Linked DNA regions of Sus scrofa: region 1 is linked to region 2. The links are chromatin contacts, called in public Hi-C maps. All regions are on one chromosome and are shown on one strand. The core of a region is the stretch at or near the end of the contact, and the rest is flanking DNA. Distances in the headings are between cores, read along the strand shown. Region 1 overlaps VCAN (versican). Region 2 has its middle 92 kb from the start of ATP6AP1L.

What was found. A called contact is a pair of places that touch in the nucleus more often than the background predicts.
Region 1: a Hi-C map of omental adipose tissue shows a contact between it and region 2, with 2.3 times the contacts expected there. The contact joins two enhancer-like sites. A contact is called at or near these places in 1 of 5 promoter capture datasets (liver), 25 of 47 Hi-C or Micro-C datasets (adipose tissue, alveolar macrophages, blood and 14 more) and 2 of 2 datasets of contacts at active chromatin or transcription factors (alveolar macrophages and skeletal muscle).

What each region holds. Positions count from the first base shown.
Region 1 is chr2:91,795,794-91,798,493 of Sscrofa11.1, reverse strand. The region is part of intron 12 of VCAN (versican); the gene reads right to left. Among named protein-coding and RNA genes, the nearest start is that of VCAN, 97 kb to the right of the region's middle. Within about 2 kb of position 1,328, at least 17 of the 83 cell types and tissues checked have an H3K27ac peak or open chromatin away from gene starts, as enhancers often do. A contact at or near this core is called in omental adipose tissue, where this site is marked.
Region 2 is chr2:90,771,714-90,774,413 of Sscrofa11.1, reverse strand. No RefSeq gene overlaps it. Among named protein-coding and RNA genes, the nearest start is that of ATP6AP1L, 92 kb to the right of the region's middle. Within about 2 kb of position 1,388, at least 6 of the 83 cell types and tissues checked have an H3K27ac peak or open chromatin away from gene starts, as enhancers often do. A contact at or near this core is called in omental adipose tissue, where this site is marked.

The sequences.
Region 1 (2,700 bases), core at 79-2,578, 1.0 Mb before region 2:
TTTTCACCAAAATTAAATGTTAGGAAAAGGTCTCTCCTTAGGAAATCAATTCTGAGTTATAAGAATGTAATAGAGCCTCTCTCACATGGATGGGGTCTCAACCACACAGAAACGTAGATTCTTGGCATAAGCAGAGAAAAACTCCCCCCTCTCATCCGGATTTTTTTTTTTCTCCTCACTGGGATTATAAGCAAACATCCTGGGTGATTGAGCCCAGAGCCACCCTCTTCGAGGGCTAGATGGGCAAACTAAAAATTATTCCAAAAAGGCAGCATGGCTTGGGGAGAATTCATTTTAACACCATTGGCAAAAATAAATGCTAATCAGACCTCAGCCTGTTTATCTGGGTCTCAGACGCTCATCTCCCCCATTCCAAACCTTGAACTCTTGTTTCTTCCATAGACCAGAATTCAATCAATTCTGAAAAGAAATTTGTGTCTGAAAAGAAAGCCTTAAGTTATTTGTATTTTTGTTCTCTTCTGATGGTGGAGAAAGCTATGACATAAAAGTCAAACAGGTGATGCAGAGGAAAGCCAGTCCAGATTGTAAACTTTTCTGCATGTTCTATAACAAAATTGCATTTTATTCAGAGGTAATTATTTCATAACTAGTATGAACTCTTTAATACTGTACATTTTATGAAAAAGTTACTTTTACAGTTCTAATTAATGATTAACTCTCTATATCTATAAAAAAAAAAGTGCCCCAAAGACAACCTTTTCAATTAAATTGGATTTATTAACTTTTCAGTTACTGTTTTCTGTTTCTCTCCATCTCTCTACCCCCACTCCACCACCACTCAGATTCAAGCAAGTTAGCTGCCAAAAGCATAAAATGATTCTAAAATCCCTGGCCAAAATCCAACAGCTGAGTACTATTCTTGCAAATGAAAATTGTCTCCACAAACTAGAGAATTTGTTTTGAACTAATTCTAATACTGAGAGGACAAACTCAGGGCGGGTTGAAATTATTCATCACAATCTATCAAACTTTGCAAATGCTTAGATTATTTTGTTCCAAATAATCTGTATATTATTGTCAAAAGTTTATTTCTGTCTTGCATTAACATAAAAGTAGGGTGTTATCCTGCAGGTCTTTGAAGCACAGAGGACTCCACTGCCTGCCAACATTCTCCACTCTCAGAGTGACCTCAACTTAGCTTTAAGAGGGATTCCACTGAGTTTTCTCAGGCAGGATGGCTGAAGAGTTATCTTCCCCTTCCCAGCTCTTTACAAGTCTCCAACTTGATTCAATCAACACACCCAGTGTGATAAAGTATGTGTGTGTTCCGGGCATGGGGTGGGGTCTCTGCTTTTGAAAGTTATCAGCAACCTACAGAAGTCAGACAGGGTTTACATCCTTTCAAGGTGACTCTCTGCTTATATAGTGTCTGGGAGTCCTGACTGTCATTCAGAGATACCAGACGATCTTTTATCATTAAAATACACAACACCATGATCAGTGGCCCAAATCTCAGCAGATAACTAGCATCAGGGAGCAGGAACAAACTAAACTGAGGATAAAACTTTCCTGGTGGAGAGATAGATTGCTATCTTTTTTCTAAGGTTAAAAAAGCATTATTTCATAGACTCAGACATAGAAAACAAACCTATGGCTAGTTACTGAGGCAGAGGGGATAAATTAGAAGTTTGAGATTAAAAGATACACACTACTACATATAAAATAGATAAATAGAAAAGACCTACTGTACAGTATAGGGGATTACATTCAATATCTTGGAACAACCTATAATGGAAAAGAATCTAAAAAAAGAACAAATTCAGTATAACTGAAACATAACATTATAAATAAACTATCCTTCCATTTAAAAAAGCAATATTTCAGAAAGACACAAGATTTAGAAATAAACCAGGTGCTCTGCTTTGCTTTGCTTTACAAAAGGGGTTTATTGGTTCAGCTATGAGCACTGCTTTCAGTTCAAGTAAGGAAACAGGATCATCTAGCATTAGTTAGTAACTGCTGTAATAGTCACATCCCAGCTGGTCCTTTACATGATACATATATAAGAAGATGGATTTATGAGAAAATACGCAAGCAGTTGGGTGGTGAAAAGGAAAGGCTGGAGCGAGGAAGGTTCTTGTGCAGTAGAATGACTTACATTTATGCCTGCATGCACCATTCCAACCTAGTATTTTTTTTCCACTTCAAGATACTTTTTGTCTTTTTTTGTAAGTTTTTTTTTTTTTGGCTTTTTTTTGCTATTTCTTGGGCCGCTCCCGCAGCATATGGAGGTTCCCAGTCTAGGGGTCTAATTGGAGCTGTAGCCACCGGCCTACACCAGAGCCACAACAATGCAGGATCCGAGCCGCGTCTGCAACCTACACCACAGCTCAAGGCAACGCTGGATCCTTAACCCACTGAGCAAGGCCAGGGACCGAACCCGCAACCTCATGGTTCCAAGTCGGATTTGTTAACCACTGCGCCACGACGGGAACTCCAGATTTTTTTTTATATTATAGTTGATTTACAATGTTCTGTCAATTTCTGCTGTACAGCAAAGTGACCTAGTCACATACATTCTTTTTCTCATATTATCCTCAGTCATATTCCACCAGAAGTGACTAGACAGGGTTCCCCGTGCTGTATAGCAGATCTCATTGCTTATCTACTCCAAATGCAATAGTTTGCATTGACTAACCCCAAACTCACAGTCCATCCCACTCCCTCCCGCTTTTTTTT
Region 2 (2,700 bases), core at 139-2,638:
TGTCATGGCATCATTAAGTAAAGGTTAAGTAACCCAAGCACACAAGCACTTGTTTTACTTAACCCCTATTTAATAATGGCCACAAAGCACAAGAGCAGTGATGCTGGCAATTCAGACATGCCAAAGAGAAGCTATAAAGTGCTTCCTATGTGAAAAGGTAAAAGTATTTGATTTAATAAGAAAAGAAAAAAAAATCATGTTTAGGTTGCTAATATTTACAGTAGGAGCAAATCTTTGACCAGAAAAATTGTGAAGGAGGAAAAGAAATTTGCACTAGTTCTGCACCTCGAAAAGCAAAAGTTAAGGTCACAGTGCATGATCAGTGCTTAAGATGGAAAAGGTATTAAATTTATAAGACTTTAAGAGAGAGAGAGATACCACATTCACATAAGTTTTATTACAATATATTGTGGTGGTTGTTCTATTTTATTATTATTATTGTTCATCTCGTACTGTGCCTAATTTATAGATTAAACCTTATGACAGTTATGTATGATGAGAAACAACATAGTATACCCAGGTTCAACATCTCCAGAGATAATGGGGGACTACTGCATAATCCTTTTTGGTTCACAAAATCTTTTCAAATACCTGATCTCTTTTGAGTCTCTCAAAAACCTTGTGAAGTAAGAAGGGCGGGTACATTAGAGATCTGACAGGTGAGGAAACTGCAGCTTTGCCCTGCCCAAGGTCAGAGAGCTGATGAAGAGTAAAGACAGAGTATCCATCCTGATCCCTTGCCTTCTAGATTGAGCTGGGCAGGAGCGTTAGGGCAACGTTACCATCTGAGCCTCGCAAGAAACAGGGACGAGACAAACAGTGCAGAAGAGAATAGGCACGAAGGAGAGGTACAATAAGCTGACCAAGATCCCAAAGCTAGAGAGTCAGAACTCTAACCAGGTCTGACTCTGGGTCCTGTATTCTTTCATTTATTTTATTTTATTTATTTTGTGTTTTAGGGCCTCACCCACAGCATATGGAAGTTCCCAGGCTAGGGGTCGAATCAGAGCCGTAGCTGCCGGCCTGCACCACAGCCACAGCAACACGGAATCCAAGCCAGGTCTGAGAGCTCCACCACAGCTCACGGCAATACTGGATTCTCGACCCACTGAGCAAGGCCAGGGATTCAACCCGCATCCTCATGGATATGAGTTGGATTCATTTCTGCTGAGCCACAAAGGCAACTCCCTGTATTCTTTCTGTTTGGATCACAGCCTCCCACACTAGCACAGATGAGGAAAGGGCCTTTCCTTTCTTCTCCCCCCATCATTCCCTGGTCCTCCTCCCTCCTCCTCTCAGCCTACTTCCCTTCCTTCCACTAGAATCATCCTCTCAGCCACGGAAATCTCTCCACAGCCCACCCCTCTTCTTCCCCCTGTTACTCCCTTCCAAAAGCAGAAGGGAACCGCCCGACTTACTCAGAGCAGCTCCAGCCAACTGACTTAAGATAAGACAAGCACCTTGGCAGTGAGATGTGAATATAAAATTGCAAACAGCTTTTGAAGTTGCAGATCCATAATCTTCTAAGCCAAAGAAGAAGGGTTTGCGTCTTCTCCCTCTTGTCTAAATCAACACTCCAAAGGTCTGAAATGAGTCCAGCCAGCCTTCGGATGTGATCTCACAAGCCTGCCTGCCACACACATGCATTTCCAGCCTGTCGCCTGAGCACAGCCCCATGGGGCTTGTCATCGCTTGATACAGGGGATGTGTTTCTGCTGAAATCAAAGTGAAGGGATGTACTTTGTTGCCCTTTCATGTGCTCAAATACGTCCTGACTGACATGGTTAGGCGTTTATCTCTTTAAGAAACTAAGCACTTTCATGTTTAGGAGAAGGATGTTTAGGGTTTCAGAACACAGGAGTGGTCAGAATCCGACCTACCACTTACTAGTGTGTAACCTTGGTCAAATAACTTAATATATCTCATCTCAACTTTTCCACCTGTAAAGTGGAAACCTAATAATAGCACTTTTGTTATAAACTTGTTATAAGTATTAAATTGCTGATCCATACAAAGAATTTAGTCCAGTGGTGGGTATGGGATAAGTAATAATATTAACTCCACTGTTAAAACAGAAACAGAAATTCAGGACACATATTCCATGTCCTCTGGATGTTTGATGGCATCTTAACAGGTCCCCATCATATTTTAGGGTCATAGTAAATAGGTTTGGTTGGTTAAGGATAAAACTAGTGTTTATATTATCATATTTTCAATAAAATGACTGTATGCATAGGAACTAATAAGAATAAAATTTCTTTTAGAATTAATTCAGCTTAAAATAACAATGCTTGCTAAGAATATGCACAATTTTTTAGCTTCTTTATAGTTTACATTTGCAAATTTTCTACATAAATGTGCATTATTTTACATAAATGTGCATAATTTATGAAAAGTGAAAATAAAAATACATATATAATAAATTTAAGCAAAATATGTCTCACAGTATAGAAATATAGTATCATTACAGGAAACTGCAATCAAAAAATAAATAAGTACTCTATGATTGCATCATGGTTTCCCCTACTGGCCCAGTTGGACATCACTTTTGGAAAGTTTTATAGCCTTAAGTCTCCAAATCCAAATGGAAATGCGCCCCAGATAGTACTCAGATAAAACTGGCAATGGTTTCAGATGAGAGAAAGGCAAAACAAAGAATTTTCTGCAGTTGGAGGCCACCACCTGAGCTAGTTTCATCTG